Linked DNA regions of Mustela erminea: region 2 is linked to region 1. Evidence: chromatin contacts called from public Hi-C data. All regions are on one chromosome and are shown on one strand. The core of a region is the stretch at or near the end of the contact, and the rest is flanking DNA. Distances in the headings are between cores, read along the strand shown. Region 1 holds the start of EP300 (histone acetyltransferase p300). Region 2 holds the start of LOC116592330 (nucleolar and coiled-body phosphoprotein 1-like).

Region 1 (5,289 bases), core at 2,060-4,559:
TGGATATGCAGCCACTTTCATAGCCGGTCCCCACTCGTATTTGCAGAAGGAACCCAAGTTCCTGAGGCATTCTTCCCTTCCTGGGTGGGGAGCCACCCAGGCGCCCCTAGAATAGCCCTTTTTTTTTTTTTAAATATTTTTATTTATTTATGTATGTATTTGACAGACAGATCACAAGTAGGCAGAGAGGCAGACGGAGAGAGAGAGGAGAAAGCAGGCTCCCTGCTGAGCAGAGAGCCCGATGTGGGACTCGATCCCAGGACCCCGAGATCATGACCTGAGCTGAAGGCAGAGGCTTTAACCCGCTGAGCCACCCAGGCGCCCCTAGAATAGCCCTTTTTAATCTAATTTTAGAATGAATGACTGGAGGGGCGCCTGGGTGGCTCAGTGGGCTAATCCTCTGCCTTCGGCTCAGGTCATGATCCCAGGGTTCTGGGATCGAGCCCCACATCGGGCTCTCTGCTCAGCAGGGAGCCCGCTTCCCCCTTTCTCTGCCTGCTGCTCTGCTTACTTGTGATCTCTGTCAAATAAATAAATAAAATCTTTAAAAAAAAATGAATGAATGAATGAATGACTGGAAACAGCTAAGGTGACACTATGTATCAGACATTGGGGGTAAACATTATTCCTAAATTATCTTGTTTAATCTTCACAGTAAAGTAGGTCCAATCAAGAAATCCATTTTACAGATTGGGAGCCTGCCCACGTCACACAGCTGGTAAGTGACAGCCAGAATTTAACCCCAGGCCTGGTAGCCTTCAGTGCCCATGTTCTTACCTGCCAGTCTCTGCTCTCTTCTGTGGCTCCCTCTCCTACCCCCTCGCACCTACCAGTTTGTGACTGACAATTCCTTCTTCGTGCACACCCTTAATCCACACATAGCACTGCACAACTGGTGCAAATTTTCATTTGGTTAAGGTATATATAATCCAGAGTGATCATTCCATTTTGCTTTTTTGAAACTATCTGAAGTCTCATTTTTTAAAAAAGATTTTATTTATTTATTTGACAGAGAGAGAGATCACAAGTCGGCAGAGAGGCAGGCAGGGGCGGGGGAGGCGAAGAGCAGGCTCCCTGCCAAGCAGAGCGCCCTACGTGGGGCTCAATCCCAGGACCCTGAGATCATAACCTGAGCCAAAGGCAGAGGCTTAACCCAATGAGCCACCCAGGCGCACCCCCCCTTTTTTTTTTTAAGATTTTATTTGACAGAAAGTCAGCGAGAGAGGGAACACAAGCAGGGGAAGCGGGAGAGGGAGAAGCAGGAGTCCCATCGAGCAGGGAGCCCAAGGCCGGGCAGATGCTTAACAACTGGCCAACCCAGGAGCCACTGAAGTCTCATCTTGATTGCATTCGTGGGACCCTCGCTCATTTCTCCAGCCCTCTTCAATGCTGCTGACTCCAGGTCCTGGGTGAACACCCCGAGGCACAAATCCCGGGAAGGAGCAGGAGGCTGAGAACTCTGTTTACTGTGGAGCCTTCCCTCTGGGCAGGTCCATGGCTCCTGATTCTCCTTTTTGCAGAATTTTCTCATGAGATGGTCCTCAGATCTTCTTGGATAGGCTTCCTTTACCTAGTCCTAAGGTACTTTTGGCCAGGCAGGCCAGTTATGTTTGAATGCTGCTTAAATTCAGGTTGAATCCTTGGCAAAACGAGGCAAATCTTTTTCCGAAGGTCAGAAACTCTTCAAAAAGTTGGGTGAGCAACCTTCCAGAAGAAAACTACCAGTCAGGTTTCCAGGTGTTGTCCACATCTCTTTCCTATGTCCTCTTTACTGCAAAGGTGGGTATAAACTATCAGAAATAATTGAATCATTCCTGCAGGCCCATTTTGACCTTAGTCGCACATGCTGAATCCATCCAAAACCAACTTTCTTAAAGCACCTTTTCAATTTACCTGCTTTTCTACTTTGATTGTGGTGAATTAGGCCTGAACTTCACAGGACAGAACTCATCCTTGTTGGTAATCTGAGTTGCTCCACGGATATCATCTCTGCTAGCTTCTTACTCCCCCCATTCACTTTAAAGAGCAAACCACCACCACCACCAACGTGAATTCAACAATAAGCACACACCAACTAAGGAGCAATGAGATTTGAAATATGTGAAAAAGCTTTTAACTATCTCCATAGATACTGGTTTGGGGGTTTCCTTGGGGAACACTAACAACCTTGCCACCTCCTCAAGTACCAATTTACCCAAGGCCAAACACAGCGGAATCCCATAATGTGTAGGAATGTGAAAGCATGCTGGCAAGGCCCTCCTCTGCAAAACTATGTTTTGCACACACTTTATTTATATTCAAGAATTTTCCTCCCTAGTTACATTTTGCTTTTGTCCAAGCTTAGATTATCTTTAGCACATTACGTTTTTGCCCTTTTCCGTATCTGCATTATCTTTAAGGCACTACCTAAACGTACCTCTTTTATTGAACTAGCCTACTGGGGGTGGGGGAAAAGTACCAGCATAAAATGTCCTCAGATCTCAGCTGTATTCAGAAAAATAATTCGTCTCCCTTGGTGAAAGAGGTACCTGGTAGGGGCAAGCGGACACGTGGTGGGCTAGAAGCGAATTTAGGTCTGGTCCTACAGCGTCTTCCCACCACTGTGATTTTTGTTTCCTGATTATCAAAATAATATAGGCTTATTGTAAAACAAAGTGTAAAATTTGGAGAAAAGGGAAACAACTCATAATCAGTGTGAATTTTTGGATGTGAACCGTTCCCTCTGGGAGAGAGATGGAGGAGAGAGGACGCACTGGGTCTCTCACCAGAAACACTGGCCGACGACGGGGTACCCCCTGCCTGGTTGAATCCACTGGGGTTCGGAAGACTGGCCGCCCAAGGACCCGGGACGCAGGGCCATCCCCACGGCGCTCCTATTCGGCCACCTGCGCCGTGACCTGGCGCCTTCCCCAGTGCAGCTCCCGGGCTCCGTCACTCCCCGTTCCCACCGGTCCCCTACGCAGAGACCCAACCCAGGCACCTTCCCCCGCAAGTGTCCACCGACTGAAAATAGATCCCGAGTCGGCCCCCGAGCCCCCCCCCTTGCCGCCAAGTCCTCCCCTTTAAAGGGAGCCACCGGGTGACGCCGGGGGAGTTTGCGGAAGCGCCAACCGTGTTGGGGCCTTGGGCGGATCCCGTGATTGGAACTGGCCCCGCCCCCGGGTCCTCTTCCCCCATTGTGTGAGCGGCTCGGGCCCAGGCCCCGCCCCCTCGCCACCTCCCTCCGGAGGCCCAACCCCTCCCCTTTTTTTCACCCCCCCTTGGCTCATTTCCGGCCGCCGCTGCTACCGCTAGCCTGTAAGGAGGATTCGGCAGAGGGAAGAAACAACAGCCGCCATCTTGTTTGTGTGCTAGGCTGGGGGGGAGAGAGGGCGAGAGGGAGCGGGCGAGAGTGGGCAAGCGGGACGCCGGGCTGAGTGCGAACTGCGGGAGCCAGAGTGCGGAGGCGAGCCGGGCCGAAGAGAGGCGGCAGGGGCCGAGACAGTGGCAGGGGGCCCGGGGCGCACGGGCTGAGGCGACCCCAGCCCCCTCCCGTCCGCACACACCCCCACCGCGGCCCGGCAGCCGGGCCGGCGTCGACGCCTAGGGGGGACCATTACATAACCCCGCGCCCCGCGGCGCCTTCGCCCGCCGCCGAGGGCGGCCCCGAGCCGAGCCCCGGGGGGCGGGCGCTCCCGGCACCTGGCCGCCGGGGGTGGGGGCCGTAGCGGCGGCCGTATTTATTTCTGTGCCGCGGGAGAGGAGGGCGAAGGAGGAGAGCGCGGCGCGAGGAGAGGCCGCCTGCGCCGCCCGCCGGAGCGGGGCCTCCTCGGTGGGCTCGGCGTCGGCGCGGGCGGGCGGCGCTGCTCGGCCCGGCCCCCTCGGCCCTCTGGACCGGCGAGCTCCGCGCCCGGCGTCCTCGCCGCGCCTCCGCCGCCCGCCGCGCGATGTGAGGCGGCGGCGCCAGCCTGGCTCTCGGCTCGGGCGAGCTCTCTGCGGCCATTAGGGGCCGGTGCGGCGGCGGCGCGGAGCGCGGCGGCAGGAGGAGGGCTCGGAGGGTGGGGGCGCAGGTCCGGGAGGGGGCACCGGGAGGAGGTGAGTGTCTCTCGTCGCCTCCTCCTCTCCCCCCTTTTCGCCCCCGCCTCCTTGTGGCGATGAGAAGGAGGAGGACAGCGCCGAGGAGGAAGAGGCTGATGGCGGCGGCGGAGCTCCGAGAGACCTCGGCTGGGCAGGGGCCGGCCGTGGCGGGCCGGGGACTGCGCCTCTAGAGCCGCGAGTTCTCGGGAATTCGCCGCAGCGGACGCGCTCGGCGGATTTGTGTTCCTGTGCCCTCCTCCGGGCCTGGGCCCAGGCCCGGCCCCTCGCACTTGCCCCTACCTTTATCGAGTCGGCATCCCTCTCCAGCCACCGCGACCCAGCGAAGAGAAAAAGGAACTTCCCCCACCCCTTTCGGGGGCCGGCGGAGCCCCCCGAGCCCACCCCAGGGAACGGGGCGGGGAGCCCTGGCCCAAGAAGAGATTTCCCGAGGATTCTCGTTTTCCTCGCTTGTATCTCCGAAAGAATTAAAAATGGCCGAGAATGTGGTGGAACCGGGGCCGCCTTCAGCCAAGCGGCCTAAACTCTCATCTCCGGCCCTCTCGGCGTCGGCCAGCGATGGCACAGGTTAGTCCCGGGAGCCCTGGCCTTCCACATCCCCCTTAATCTTTTTTGCTCCGTGCACCCTTCTTCTTCCATATTTTCTTCCTTTTTCTTTCTTTCTTAGTTCTCTGCTTCTTCATTAATTTCAAAGGTGTTTGAATGAGCTGGTCGAAGACGTCCAGTAGCCCAACCATTTTCTTTGCTTCCTAATACATTGGTTGCAACACTATGTCATATAGATGTGTGTTCTGGAATTAGAGCTCTTGAGTGGTGCTATGGAAATAGCCTTTATTGTTGCTCCCATGCAGTTTAATTTTTGAAATGCCAGTGCATTTGTGTGTAAGGGCTTTTTTAATGCAATTTTGCTTTGAATTTTTTGTTGTTGAGAAATGAGGAATTGCGAATCCTTTCTCCTCTATTGCACTTACTGTTTTCTCTACTTTCCACTCTTCCTTTTCAAGGTTTTCTCTTTTTTGAACAGGTTTTTCCGTTGAGGATGAGAGTATTAAAAAAAATCTCGATTTTATTTGTGTGTATGTGTGACCCAAGATTTCAGGTTTGACGTTAGGTTTAACGTCAAACCTGAAATTTGGTTCGAATTATTTTACCTCCCATTCCTAGCCTCCCCCCCTTTTTTATTTGCCTTAAGAATCAATATGGAGCGCAGTTCAT
Region 2 (5,289 bases), core at 1,053-3,552, 140 kb before region 1:
CTACATGTTACACAGACTAAGTCTCTAAAAAGGCCTGGCTGGCTCCGTCTGTAGAGCATGCAACTCTTGATCTCGGAATCGTGAGTTTGAGCCCCACGATGGATGTAATTAAAATAAATAAAAATAAAAAATCTCTAATAACCTATAGCCAACCCCTGCGCTAATTATACTCTGGGCAGTGGACTTTACATTATGTGTGAATGATTCTGCTTTACAGTAGGGATCACGATGCAGAGTAAATTGTACTTGACACTGCATGAAATACAACAGGCATACAGTCCACCTGCAGCAGCCTGAAAAAGTATGCTCTTGACAAAAATAGAATATGGTGGTTCCTCCAAAAATTAAACAGAGGTATCATTTGATCCAGCAATTCCACTTCCAAGTAAGTACTCAAAAGAACTGAAAGCAGGGACTGAAACAATATTTATATACCCACATTCACAGCAGCATTATTCACAACAGCCAAATGATGGCAACGACGAAATGTCCATCAGTGGATGAATGGATAAACCAAATGTGATATATACGTACAATGGAATGCTATTCAACTTTTAAAAAATGTAACATACATGCTCCAGCATGGATGAACCTTTAAAACACTGTGCTATGTGAAACAAGCCAGATTAAAAAAAAAAACAATATTGGGGCATCTGGCTGGCTCAGTGTGAAGCATGGGACTCTTGATGTCAGGGTTATGAGTTCGAGCCCCACACTGAGTGTAGAAATTAAGTTAAAAACATAAAATCTTAAAAAAAAAAAAAGGACTAATACTAATTCCGCTTATATGCAGTACCTAGAGTAGTCAAATTCATAGACACAGCAAGTAGAATCATGGTTGCCAGCGTCTTGAGGGAGCGGAGGAGTGGGGAGGTATTGTCTAATGGGGACAGTCTGGTAAGGGAAGATGACAAAGTTCTGAAGACGGAATACACGGAAAGTCACTGAACCGTACACTTGAAAGATGTTTAAAATGGTAAATTGTCCATTTAGCTGCACATAAAAAATTTTTTTTTACTAGAAAAATGATTATATTAGCATATGAGCAAGGGAAAGACAAGAACTAAAGGCAGACTGAGTATTTAAGTAATTAAATGCTTCCTGGGAGCGCCTGGGTGGCTCAGTGGGTTGAAGCCTCTGCCTTCAGCTCAGCTCATGATCCCAGGGTCCTGGATCAAGCCCCGCATCGGTCTCTCCGCTCCTCGGGGAGGCCTGCTCCCTCCTCTCTCTCTGCCTGCCTCTCTGCCTACTTGTGATCTCTGTCTGTCAAATAAATAAATAAAATCTTAAAAAAAGAAAATTAAATGCTTCCTGAATTTGCATGTCGTCCTTGCGCAGGGCCCATGCCAGTCTTCTCTGTACCATTCCAGTTTGGTATATGTGCCGCTGAAAGGAGCACCAGTATGGAAATAATTAAAATAAGAATTAATAAAATGCTAAATCGGCATCACCCAATAACAGAAGTTTGTAATCTCCCGGTCTGTGCCATAATCAGACTAGTCTGAGATGTCACGTGTACTTGGAGGTACCTATTTTTTTAATCTTTTTTTTTCTAAGATTTTATTTATTCATTTGAGAGAGAGAAAGAGAAAGCATGAAGTGGCGGGGGGCGGGGGGGGGGTCACAGGGAGACGCAGACTCCCCGCAGAGCCCGGAGCCCGAAGCCGGGACTCGATCCCAGGACTCCGGGACCATGACCTCCGCGGAAGGCAGTGGCTTAACCAACTGAGCCACCCAGGTGTCCTGAGTTACCTGTTTTTTTTAAAAACGATATACCCGGGTGAGAGTTACCAGGAAACTGTGTCACAAGTGGCTGAAAGAGCAGGGCTACTGGGGGCGAAGAGACGCGTACGGGGAACCCGCCGGCCAGCGCCGCACATCGGCAGCGCCGGCCTCAGAGCGTGTCACGCCGCCGCGCCGCGCGGAGCCAGCGAAGCCCGGGCGGCCGCGCCCTCACGGGCTCCGAGCGGCGGCGGTGAACAGGCTGTGGGTGACTCCGTCCGAGCCCCTCACAGCGGCAGCCCCCTGCCTTGGGCCGCGCAGCGGGTGAGGGCGGCCGGGGTCCCCGCTCCAGGGTCCGATGCTTTTCTGGGCGGCGGGCTGACTCGCACAGCGCAACCCAAACCACCTCCACTCTGTTCACCGTTTCAGGACCTTCCCCTCCTCACAATGGGCGCCCTAGGTGCCCCTCCATTTTCCAGGAAAACAGCCCCTCCTCGCGCGCGCTCTCGCTCGCGCGCTCCCCTCGCCCTCCGCCTTCCCCGTGACGCCCGCGCGCCCCCGCGCTCCCGCCTCCTCCGCACCGACGGCGCCTCGCCCGCCGCCTCTCGCCAGCTCACGCGACCTCCCTGGACGGGGCTAGTGTGTCACCCTCTGTCGCCGCACGTCGGCAGTCCGACCGAGGATGCGGCCCCGCGCTAGTATCTCCGGCTCTGAGACCGTCCGGGAGCCGAGAGCCGCGGTCACACGGAGCCCCCGAAGTCCGAGGGGCAGCGGGAGCCCGCGGGAGCCCGTCGGGAAGACGGAAGTCGCTCCGCAGGCCGCACAGGAGACGCGCAAGGAGGCGAGGAACTGGCCGCACCGGGGCTGGAAGCGCAGGAGAGCGGGATCCGGGGCCCGAAATCCGACAGACCCGAGACGGCGGCGGAGCCCCGGCCGGCGCCTCTCACCTCCCGGAGCTCGGGTCAGCTCGGAAGCGGCGCCAGCCAAGGCCTGCCCGCTGGCGGGGGGCGACCGCACGGACGGCGCGGGGTGCGAAGGGGAGAGGAAGGAAACACCCGCCCTCCCTCGAGGTCATCCTCCCCTCCCTGCTCCCCCATCCCTCCCGTACCCTGCGATCCCTCCCGTACCCCTTTCCCTGCCTCCACACCTCCCCACACCCTCCTCCCCTCCTCCCTCCACTCCTCCACTCCTCCCCTCCCCCTCCTCCCTCCACTCCCCTCCCCCTCCTCCCTCCACTCCTCCCCCCCTCCTCCCTCCACTCCTCCTCCCGTCCTCTCCCTTCTACCCCGCCCTTCCCCCCTCGCCCCACCCCTCCTCTCCCTTTAACCCCTCCCTTCCATCTGCCCCACCCCTTCTCTCCTCTCTACCCCTCCCTTCCCCCTACCCTACCCCTTCTCTCCGTGGTTCCGCTCCCTTCTCCTCCCCCTCTCTTCCCCTCCTCACCCCTCCTGTCCCTTCTACCCTTCCCCCTCCTGTCCCCCACTTCCCACCTGTGCGTCCCACAGGCTGAACCAGAAACCCGCTGATCATGACTTCTAGGTGAGCCTTGCCCCCAACCCAAGACTTGAAACAGCAGGGAGAGGGCGAGGAACGTTATCAGAAGGCCAACGGATTTTGTCATTTTATGAGTGCACAAATAATAAAGTTACAGTGTATAAACCCTCTCCCAATAAAATCCACGTCTTTTCTTTCTTTTTTTTAACAGGGGAGACCAGAGTATAAATCGGAAGATCTCCTGATACAGAAGATAACAAAGTTAAATAGCATTCTAACTAAAATTTAACTTGTAGTAATTGACAGCTTTTCTGCTATTTTATCATTTTACATCAAGTTGCTAACTGATGCAACACACCTTATAAAAGTCAGCTTGGCAAAAGGTCATACTGAAAAAAACGAGGTATTTTTTTTTCTTCCAGGAATATTCATAGCAGCTTTATTTATAATAGCCCCAAATTGGAAACAGTCCATCACAATGTCCCTAGACAGGTGAATGGACTAACATGTAAACATACAGCCATATAACTCAGTGGTAAAAGTGGAAGAACTATTGACCAGCACTACAGCCTGGGTAAATCTCAAGACAATTATGCTGCCTGAGCACCTGGGTGGCTCAGTGGGTTAAATGTCTGCCTTCTGCTCAGGTCAAGATCCCAAGGTCCTAGAATAGAGCCTCACAGTGGGCTCCCTGCTCAGTGGGGCGTCTGCTCACCCTTTGCCCCTCCCCCCCAACCCATGCTCTCTCCCTCTCTCAGATAAATAACTAAAATCTTTAAAATATATGTATTGGGGCGCCTGGGTGGCTCAGTGGGTTAAAGCCTCTGCCTTCAGTTCAGGTCATCATCTCAGGATCCTGGGATCGAGCCCCACATCGGGCTCTCTGCTCAGCAAGGAGCCTGCTTCCTCTCTCTCTGCCTGCTTCTCTGCCTACTTGTGATCTCTGTCAAATAAATCTTTAAAAAAAATAAAATATATGTATAATTTCTTTAATTTTTTATTTATTTGACAGAGAGAGAGATCACAAGTAGGCAGAGCAGCAGCAGGTAGAGAGGGGGAAGCAGGCTCCCTGCTGAGCAGAGAGCTGGATGTGGGGCTCCATCCAGGACCTTGAGATTATGACCCCGGGCCAAAGGCAGAGGCTTAACCAACTGAGCCACCCAGGTGCCCCTATGTATAATTTTTTTAAAAAGATGATTTTGTCACCTGAAAGAAATCAGACCATAGCAAGAGTACATACATACTGTATGGTTCTATTTAGACAAATCCTGGAAAATGCAAGCTCACCCACACTGACCAAAGCAGATTTTAGTGGTTACCTGGAACCAAGTCCAGGGTGAAGAGGGATGAGAGGGAGGGAATCTAAAGGTCATGAAGAAATTTTTAGGGGTGATGCACATCTATAAGTCTAATATCAAGTAACTCTTTAAAACTTTAGGAAGCATAAGGTCACATGGAGATTGTTATTTAATGCAGATTTTCATGCCTACTCTCAGAACTTTTAATTTCATAGTTCTAGGTGAGGAATCAGCATTTTTATCTTTCATCTTTCGCATTATAATTATGTGTCTTGATGTGGACCTCCTTCGGTTCATTTTGTTTGGAACTCCCTGTGCATCCTGAAGCTGAATGTCTGTTTCCTACCCCAGGTCATTTCTTCAATTAAGTTTTCTGCCCCTTTCTTTCTCCCTTCTCCTTCTGGGACTCTGTGCTGCCTAAGACATCCCTTAACCTATTCTCATCTTTTTTCATTCTTTATTCTTTTTGTTCTTCAGTTTGGGTGCTTTCCATCATCCTGTCTTCCAAGTTGCTGATCTGTTCTGCATCTTCTGATCTGCTAATTCCCTCTGGCGTAGTTTTTTGGAATTTTTTTTGTTTTTTTGTTTTTTTCATTATAGTTAGTGTTCTTCGGCTCTGAATCATTCCTTTTTGTGTTTTCTATCTCTTCACTAAGTTCTCACTAAGCTCTAACACTTCTCTCCAGTCTCCTGAGCATCTTTATGACCTTTACTTTGAACTCTTTATCAGGTTGATTGTTTATCTCCATTTCATTTAGTTCTTTTTCTGAGGTTT

Evidence for each region. Hi-C and Micro-C count contacts between places; a contact is called where the count stands out from the background.
Region 2: a Hi-C map of spleen shows a contact between it and region 1, with 3 times the contacts expected there. The contact joins the promoter of LOC116592330 here to the promoter of EP300 in region 1. A contact is called at or near these places in 2 of 3 Hi-C or Micro-C datasets (fibroblasts and spleen).

Annotation. Positions count from the first base shown.
Region 1 is chr6:7,473,703-7,478,991 of mMusErm1.Pri, reverse strand. It overlaps EP300 (histone acetyltransferase p300), which reads left to right and starts at 3,309. Exons shown (of 31, transcript XM_032346158.1): 1 at 3,309-4,641. The coding sequence starts at 4,548.
Region 2 is chr6:7,612,714-7,618,002 of mMusErm1.Pri, reverse strand. LOC116592330 (nucleolar and coiled-body phosphoprotein 1-like) reads left to right here and starts at 2,302. Exons shown (of 2, transcript XM_032345584.1): 1 at 2,302-2,792; 2 at 3,228-3,386. The coding sequence starts at 2,405. The coding sequence ends at 3,232. LOC116594588 (a small nuclear RNA gene) reads right to left here and starts at 1,399; the gene lies at 1,294-1,399.